Linked DNA regions of Bombyx mori: region 2 is linked to region 1. A link is a contact called in public Hi-C data. All regions are on one chromosome and are shown on one strand. Each heading gives the region's core, a stretch centred on a gene start, on an enhancer-like site or on the middle of the called end of the contact. The rest is flanking DNA. Distances are from core to core; before and after follow the strand shown. Region 1 holds the start of LOC101736423. Region 2 holds the start of LOC101736994.

Region 1 (4,187 bases), core at 1,648-4,147:
AACAGTAGAATTTCTATCAATTATAGTAATTTATTTAATATAATATTTATTATACTTTTATATATTATGTTATCTAATTTAGTATAAATTACAATTTCAATACAACATGAACTCATAGTATGTGAACGATTCATCATTATAAATATTACTATATACATCACACTCACCAGATCTCGATGCAAAACCCAGTTTGAATGTAAATAATGTATCCCATCCAATATCTGATAGAGGAGGCTCTTCACCATTCCTTTTGGCACCATAACTGATTTTTTATTAGCTTTAGCTGCTCTATGAAATTTGATTATATGCCACAAATCATGTTCTGCATAGTCAAATAGCAGCCAGACTTTTCGGTCAGTATGTGAAAGAAACACTCTAATAAGATTTATGACATTAGGATGTTTCAACTCTCTTAATAGCTAGAAAATAAATTGTTACACGAACTTTTTTATTATGATCTAAACCACACTACTATATTGTAGACCGAATATGAAGTAGAAAAACAGCTGATAATGCAATGTTTGTTTACAGTACACAATAATTATACAACACAACACAATCAAAATAGGTGTAATATCCCATGAACATATTATTTGAAATAATAATAGAAACAAGAATCAAAATATGCAAATTTTTTACATGGTGATGGTGAGTGGTTACCGTCATCCATGGACTTCAGCCAGGGGCTTAGCCAAGCCCCTGCCTACTGTTAAGTACTCTCCACAGCCCTCGTTTGAAGAAGGGCATGTCATAGCGCTTCGGAAACACCATGAAGGGGAGCTCATTTCAAAGCCGTATGGTACATGGCAAAAATATGTATGGAAACACACTGTGGATGAACTGAGTGGCTCAAGGTAGTGTGGACAAACTCTATTTCGGTGGTCGGCGGTGCGATGGTAAAAACGAGATGATGGAATCATTTCAAACAGTTCCTCATAGCACTCCCCATAGAACATATTATTATGGTAATAAATTCACATTTATACAGATATAAATTATTTAAAATTTAAAATTTTTATTTAAAATTAAAAACAAATTACTTAAATGAAATAATTATGTTGTATTTATACTTACAGCAATTTCCCTACATGCTGACATAGAAAGTCCAGTTCCTTCAATTTGTTTCAAAGCATAATCTTTGGTATCGGAGCCATCCTTCCTTCTGGCTTTATATACATGGCCATATGTACCTCTACCTACTTTACAGCCCTCATAGTCGAACAAGTCTTCCACTTTGGAACGTTCATTTTGAGTCTTGATTTTGAAATCGTAGTCCATCATCACAGCCGCCATGGTCTTATTTTGAAAGTTGTCTCCCATTGTTACGGTCGGGAAATGCAGTTTGGATCCCTGACTAATTAGGATTTATATTTTATTACACTTTAAATCATTTTGAATACCTTCCCTCACAAGTTATATACAAGACGTTATTCACTGAGCAAGTAATCACTACGTTATAACATTATTCTCCGTGAATTAGTGAAAAAGCCGTTATATCTAGTTCATGAGTGCAAATTATATCTATACTAGCCTAAATCTTTAAATTAAAACACTAAAACTAGCTTAAATAATTAAATTAAGTTTCATTCTCAAATAAATTAAGTGTATAATCTATGGTTTCATCTGCTTTTTTTTAAGTGATTTTATGACCTGGTAACTAAGACCTTTAAGTCATGTCTTATTTTAATTTATATTCTTATTTTTATGAAAAATGATAATATGGAGGGAAATGAAATGAAAATGATTAATCAACTGGGATGAAATTAAATGAAATGAGATGATATAGGATGAATATAATCTTAGTAAAATGGTGGTCATTTACTAAGATTTTTTCAGTGAACTTTTTGGAGGATCCCGAGAAGTTGCGTCCAGCGGCTTTGTTTCATTTTCCCACATTTGTGCACTTTCACAGATATTAAACAGTTAATAAACCACCGTTATTACACATTTAAACTTGAAGAAACACTAAATAGACAAAATAAAACAAATCACACAACTTCACTCCTCGCGTTCCCGCCAAAAAGTTTAAGTTTCATCTGTGATCATTAAAGTAGCCATATGCATATTTTTAAGGGATTTTACGACCTGGTAACTAAGACTTATAAGTCAAGTCTTATTTTAATTTAATGAAAACTTTTGTTTAATATGAAAAATTATAGAAATGAAATGAGATGAAAACGAAATGAAATACAATGAAAACGAAGTGAAATGAAACGAGATGAAATGATATGGGATTATATTTCAAATCTCAGTAAACTGGTGGTCATTCACTAAGACTTTTGAAGTGGACTTTTTGGAGGATCCCGAGAAGTTACGTTCAGCGGCTTTGTTTCATTTTCCCACATTTGTGCGCTTTCACAGATATTAAACAATTAATAAGCCACTGTTAATACACATTTAAACCTGAAGAAACACTAAATAGACAAAAAAAACAAATCACACAACTTCACTCCTCGCGTTCCCGCCAAATTATTTATGGTAATTTATGTCCGGGTAACTAAGACCTTTAAGTCATGTCTTATTTTAATTTATATTCTTATTTTTATGAAAAATGATAATATGGAGTGAAATGAAATGAAATGAAGACGATTGATTTGTAACATTAATCAACCGGGATGAAATGAAATGAGATGATATAGCATGAAATAATATAATCTCAGAAAAATGGTGGTCATTTACTGAGATTTTTTCAGTGGATCCCATATCATCTCATCTTATTTCATTTAATTTCGTGCCAATTGATTAATGTTACAAATTAATCATCTTCATTTCATTTCACTTCATATTATCATTTTTCATAAAAAAATTATAACCGATTAAGGTGTATGGTATGATACTTTTGCCTTCATAGTTGGAAAAATATAACTACTACTACTACTACAATACTGTTAATTGACAGTTGCCAGTGTCAATATGTCTAAATTTATCTGTGGTGTGGTGTCAAAATAAATTCACTTCGCAATAGTCGGACAATGGTCAGCAGGTTTATGGATTTCATCTTTATGCTTAAACAAATTTGTTTACTAGTCTTTGTTATTAAATAAACGTGTTCATATTTATCAAGGTAAATAATTTCATTTTATATTATTTAATGTCCAGTCCAGTGTGAGTTGTTACACTTTAGAAGTCACAATGGAGGACCAAGGGAACAGTGATGAAAATATAGTAAACGCAATTGATGTTTTAACGAATATGTTTGGAAACATTGTGAGTAATGATGTGATTGTAACTATTGCTGAAAGCTGCTGCGGCAATCGTAAGTAACTGATATTTTATGTTATTAAATGTACCTTGTACATACCAGGTACTTAGGTCCTTTAGTAATTGCACAAACGCTACCCCATCCCCAGGTAATCGCGGTATTGATTTTCCACCCTCTGATTGCAAACATAAATAAAGCTATCGATAGATGCATGGTCCCTGGCTGTTGTCAATAACAACGCATTCTGGGAACCCAGTTTAAGGGATTGGTTTCCATAGCAACACTCATTAACGTAGTGATTGATTGCGTAGCAAATTTTTTGTTGTGTTGAATTACTGCTTTTTATTTTGTTTTTTAGTGGTGGACCTTTACAATTAGTTGGTTAACTTGTATTGTTTTTATTTATTTGTCCAAAATAGAGTAGAAAAATAAGCATTTGCAATTTTATTAAATAAAATAGTTTTTAACATAAACTTAGGTATTATAATTTTTGTAAAATAATGTTTATGAATATATGTTAATTTTGTTTTCATTCCATTTCTGTATATAATGACACTAAAACTCAGACAAAATGTTAAGAATCTATTCTATTTCTTTCTAAAGCATAACAGTATTACTTAATTTGGGAATTAAATTGATGTAATTTGTGAAGGGACAGTAATTAGTACTGAAATCTATTACCCTCTTCTAACATAATGGTAATAGATGTTATTGGAGGAAAAATAATAATAATCTGAATAGTAAAATAAATAAAACACAAAAACGAAATGGGAGTTATTTAAAAGAGAAGTGACTAGTGCCTGGGATAGAGGTGTTTTCCCACTCCACAACATCACCCAAAAGGATGATGGGAGATCTAATTATAACAACAGAATATATCTCCTTCCACCCCAACAACCCCTCCTACCACCCTGCCATTTTCGTACTGTTAAATTGTTCAAACACAATTGAAATTACATTTAAACTGCTGTTGCTGGGATAAAAA
Region 2 (4,158 bases), core at 865-3,364, 520 kb before region 1:
TGATGATATATTTAAATTAAACTTCAATTCTCTTCTTAATGCAAGATACTTTATCATAACATGGCAATACGCTGCTCTTTTGCAGAAACGGACTTTCTCATAACAATATCATTTTTTGTGATCTGAGGTTTGAGTAAATTTAATAAATTTTCAAAGTTTGCACTGTTCCTTTGTAGATATAATTTAAATTTATGACTAAATGCGTCGTTTTCTTAAATACAGTTTCGCCCATTCTATAATTTTTCAGCTTTTTATGTGGTGATTGTTGCTAGTTTTACTGCTACCACCATAATTTTTGTATACAATGACAAGATGACAACTGTGTGTACCTGACAGCTTACATGAGCAACTGTCCAATCTGGTGGTCTGTATCGAGAATGTATTTGGTAGGCGGATTTGGTCCGTTTGACTAAATTTGAGCATGTTTTAAAGCCTTAAAATAGTGTAAATTTACTAAGACCTCAAAAGGCTTTTTGAAAGATGTCAAGAAGCTACATCCATTTGTGCACCATATCCACACATTGATTTTGTTTCATTTTCCCACACCTTTGCAGCTGCTAAAAGTTTACGTTTTTTCAACTGATTCCTTAGGATCCGACAAGACTTGCATCTTGGATTTCTTTGAAATCTTTTATAGGCTTCATCACCAATGATGACACCTCTGCATTTTTTTGAATATCTGAAAATAAAATTCAATATATATGATAAAATAAGTATAAACTTTTCATCCTAGTAGTATTACTAGCAGAGGAATACTTCTACCATCATATCAGGTATTTGAACTCTGCCAGAAATATGGGAAAAGAGTTTGTATAGTAATCCGCAATACTTTGAATGATTCATTCTAGAAAATTCTAGATGGGTACATTTGATATTGATGATTACTTTAAACATATTGGTGTAGGTGTAAACAGTTCCCCAGCATTAAAAAGGTGTAAACAGTTTAAGACTTGTAAAATTTCAAATAATCTTACTTGTTTCTCTCGATTTGGGTACCAACACACAGGGGCCACTTTTCAACAGATTTTAAGTAATCGTAAATATTTTCAAATGAACAAATTTTTAGATCTGTACATAATTCTTCATTATTTAAAAGAATTACCTGCAATGTAATTTTGTTTAAATAAAGTGTAGTTATTATAAACATGCCCACATAACTATTCATACCGTTATTGATAAGTCTTCATTTAAACGTATATGATTTTTTATTTGCTTGCATGCACGATCAATTCTCATAAACTCTAATTGTCTAGGTTTTTCTATGTAAAACCAAAACTCTGGCAGTATTAAAAAGTTGCTAACATTATTTTTGAAATAATCAATAGATTCAATCAGTTCTTGTTCCCTTGAATCATTATGCGTTTTCTCGATCTGAAGTTGTTCTTGGAAACTTTCTTGACTTTGTTCTATGTAATCTGTAGAATAGCAACTGTTCTGCGGATCTATTAGTAGTTCCTGTACCTTGAGGATACTTTGCTGTTGGTCTAGTAAAGGATGAAATTGATGCTCAATTGTTGGCAAAGCTTCTTCCTTTAGTACTTTCTTTAGTAAATACGAGAAATAAATAACTTCACCAATTTTAATTTTATCATACATTTTTATATGCTCCTCTTTAAAATGAAATTGACAAATAGAGTCTGTTGCTTTTAAATTAATGCCCATTGACTTTGTCCAATTTATTAACCTTGTTGGTGTCTACAACATAAATGGATCATTGTTTTAAATTATCAATAAGTACATGCAAAGGAAAGTGCTATATGAAAAATATTAAATAGTTTGCACACCGTTGGTTGAAAAAAAGACAAAGGCATTTGATAATTTTTTTTCTTGCCTGTACGCCCACTTGAACAACTCTTCACCACACAAACTTTGACCATAGTGGCAAAATTAATTAAATGGTTCTGTTTAAGGAGATAAAATTAATATGGGATTGGTATTACATGTGTAGTTTAAATTACAGTAAATATCACTATACATTAAAAATTAGATAATCAGTAAACAAGTTAAACCATCAATAACTCTACTACATTTATGTAGATAGTCTAATTTAATTTAAATTATAACTAAATTTTCTAAAAACTAATAGGTATAAATAATAAAAAATGTGTTTTCTAAGGGGTTTTATGACCTGGTAACTAAGACCTTTAGGTCATATATTATTTTATTTTATATTCTTATTTTAATGAAAAATTATAATATGGTATGAAATGAAGATGATTAATTTGAGACATAAATCAAATGGGATGAAATTAAAAGAAATGAGCTGAGATGATATGGGATGAAGTATAATCTCCAGCGGCTTTGTTTAATTTTCCCACATTTGTGCACTTAATGGACACTTACCATCAGCAGAGCCGTAATACTGGTTAATCGTCAACAGCGGCCCAGTAAAATCAAGGGAATAAACTGACACTTCAGTTGCCTTTTTAAAGGAATTCGAGTAGACACATTCGGAGACCTTGTCTTATTTTCCCTCAGTTGTGTATTTTCACAGACGCTAACAGATAAATAAGCCTCCATTATTGCACGTTTAAACCTGAAGGAACACTTAACAAAAAAGAAGCAATTCACACCATTTCGCGTCTCACGTACGCGTCAATAAATTCTGCTTTTCGATCTTTGTTACTGAAGATTTAACTGTATGGGCTCTGTCCTCTTTGCCTATCCACTAGTGGATAATCATAGATAATAGGTATGAAGAATCGAACCATAGATTATAGATATGACATGGAAATTGTAATCGAACAAAAAACATTAAACAACACATGTGTGTTTTGATTTGAGGTTTTCTTGAGGCTTGAGGTTATCTGCGGGCTATTATTAGCGTTTTGGTTCGAATTTAGTAACCCATTATTCAGTAAACATGAAAGTAAAAAAGCAGCATCGTAAAAAAAAGTATTTACACAAGTTAAATCGACGGCGTATGAATAGGAAACAAAAAAGTACAGGGAACGTTCAATGGTTCGTAATATCGAAAATATTTGAAATGTACTGCATCGTCCATAACTTTGTCAATAATATTTATTTAAATTACAGTTCAATTGTCAAGGAAGCATGGAATAATAAAAAAACTTCTGCTCGAAATCTAAGGGAAATGGGTCTTGTAAGTGATCCAAACAAAACTATAAAAATACCAAATTTCAAACAGACTCAAATTCAAAGGGCGAAACAAATGGTAAACCAGATCGATTCAGATGAAGAAGTGGAAACAGTTGTAAGACTTCCACCAAAGAAGGAAGTAGCTGAGAAATTAGAAAAACAGGCCAAGGCGCCTCGGAAAAGGAAGTTTATGTAAGGACAACAAACTGTTTACAAATTGATATTATTTTCCAAATCATTTTGTAAAGTTCTAAATTTAAAACTTGTGTTTATTAAAGCAAAATTGATTCCAGGTTACCTAAGGGTCAGGTTGAATTTATCACATATTTATTAGACAAATATGGCAACGACTACAAAGCTATGGAAAGAGACAAAAAGAATTATTATCAGGAAACTTGGAAACAATTGCGATCTAAAATAAAAACATTCATGGGTATACCTGCACAGTATAGTGTATACCTGCAGGAAAGAGGAATGCTGGACAAAGAATTGGATGAAGATGAATTAAAAAAACAAGCAATAGCATTAGCTATGGACGATTAGCTTTTAGAAAATATATGATTAAGTTATAGATATTGAGCCTTTCTATTGAACAATTTACCGACCTCAGAAGCATGGGTGAAACTAAAAAAAACAATTTGTCTTTGTACAATTACAAGTGTATTTTGTATAAGTTTTAATTATAAATTGGACAGTATCTTATTGATTTATTCAAGTTAAACTCCATAGATATCTTAGTGACTGTTTAATTTTATTGGGTTTTACAATCATTAGGTATGTCCTTGATTGGTTTTACCTTCTTTAATTCTTCATACCATTCCTTCTCCATGTCGAGTAGTTGTTGAGGTTTCTTGTACTTGAACAGAATAAATTGTTTATAATGCATTTTCTTTATAAATTACAGCTGCTACTTCCATCAAACCAGAACACATTACTGCTTCATGGCAAAAATATGTGATGATGGTGTGACCTGTGCAGGCTTACAAGTTTACCACAAATAACTATGCCAATCATTATTTTTGTGGGTTTAATTTTATTATATGTTATTCCTTCCATTGT

What was found. A called contact is a pair of places that touch in the nucleus more often than the background predicts.
Region 2: a Hi-C map of whole pupa shows a contact between it and region 1, with 2.9 times the contacts expected there. The contact joins the promoter of LOC101736994 here to the promoter of LOC101736423 in region 1. A contact is called at or near these places in 2 of 7 Hi-C or Micro-C datasets (posterior silk gland and whole pupa).

The regions. Positions count from the first base shown.
Region 1 is chr23:10,511,697-10,515,883 of ASM3026992v2, reverse strand. It overlaps LOC101736423, which reads left to right and starts at 2,897. Exons shown (of 8, transcript XM_038019153.2): 1 at 2,897-3,256. The coding sequence starts at 3,133. cdk8 (cyclin dependent kinase 8) reads right to left here and starts at 1,558. Exons shown (of 8, transcript NM_001168582.2): 1 at 1,075-1,558; 2 at 168-419. The coding sequence starts at 1,320.
Region 2 is chr23:11,035,115-11,039,272 of ASM3026992v2, reverse strand. It overlaps LOC101736994, which reads right to left and starts at 2,114. Exons shown (of 4, transcript XM_062675250.1): 1 at 1,785-2,114; 2 at 1,303-1,695; 3 at 975-1,102; 4 at 1-679. The coding sequence starts at 1,877. The coding sequence ends at 484. It overlaps LOC692929, which reads left to right and starts at 2,731. Exons shown (of 4, transcript NM_001046771.1): 1 at 2,731-2,961; 2 at 3,037-3,291; 3 at 3,393-3,611; 4 at 3,613-3,684. The coding sequence starts at 2,864. The coding sequence ends at 3,622. It overlaps LOC101736777 (protein DPCD), which reads right to left. Exons shown (of 4, transcript XM_004932619.5): 4 at 3,737-3,955. The coding sequence ends at 3,851.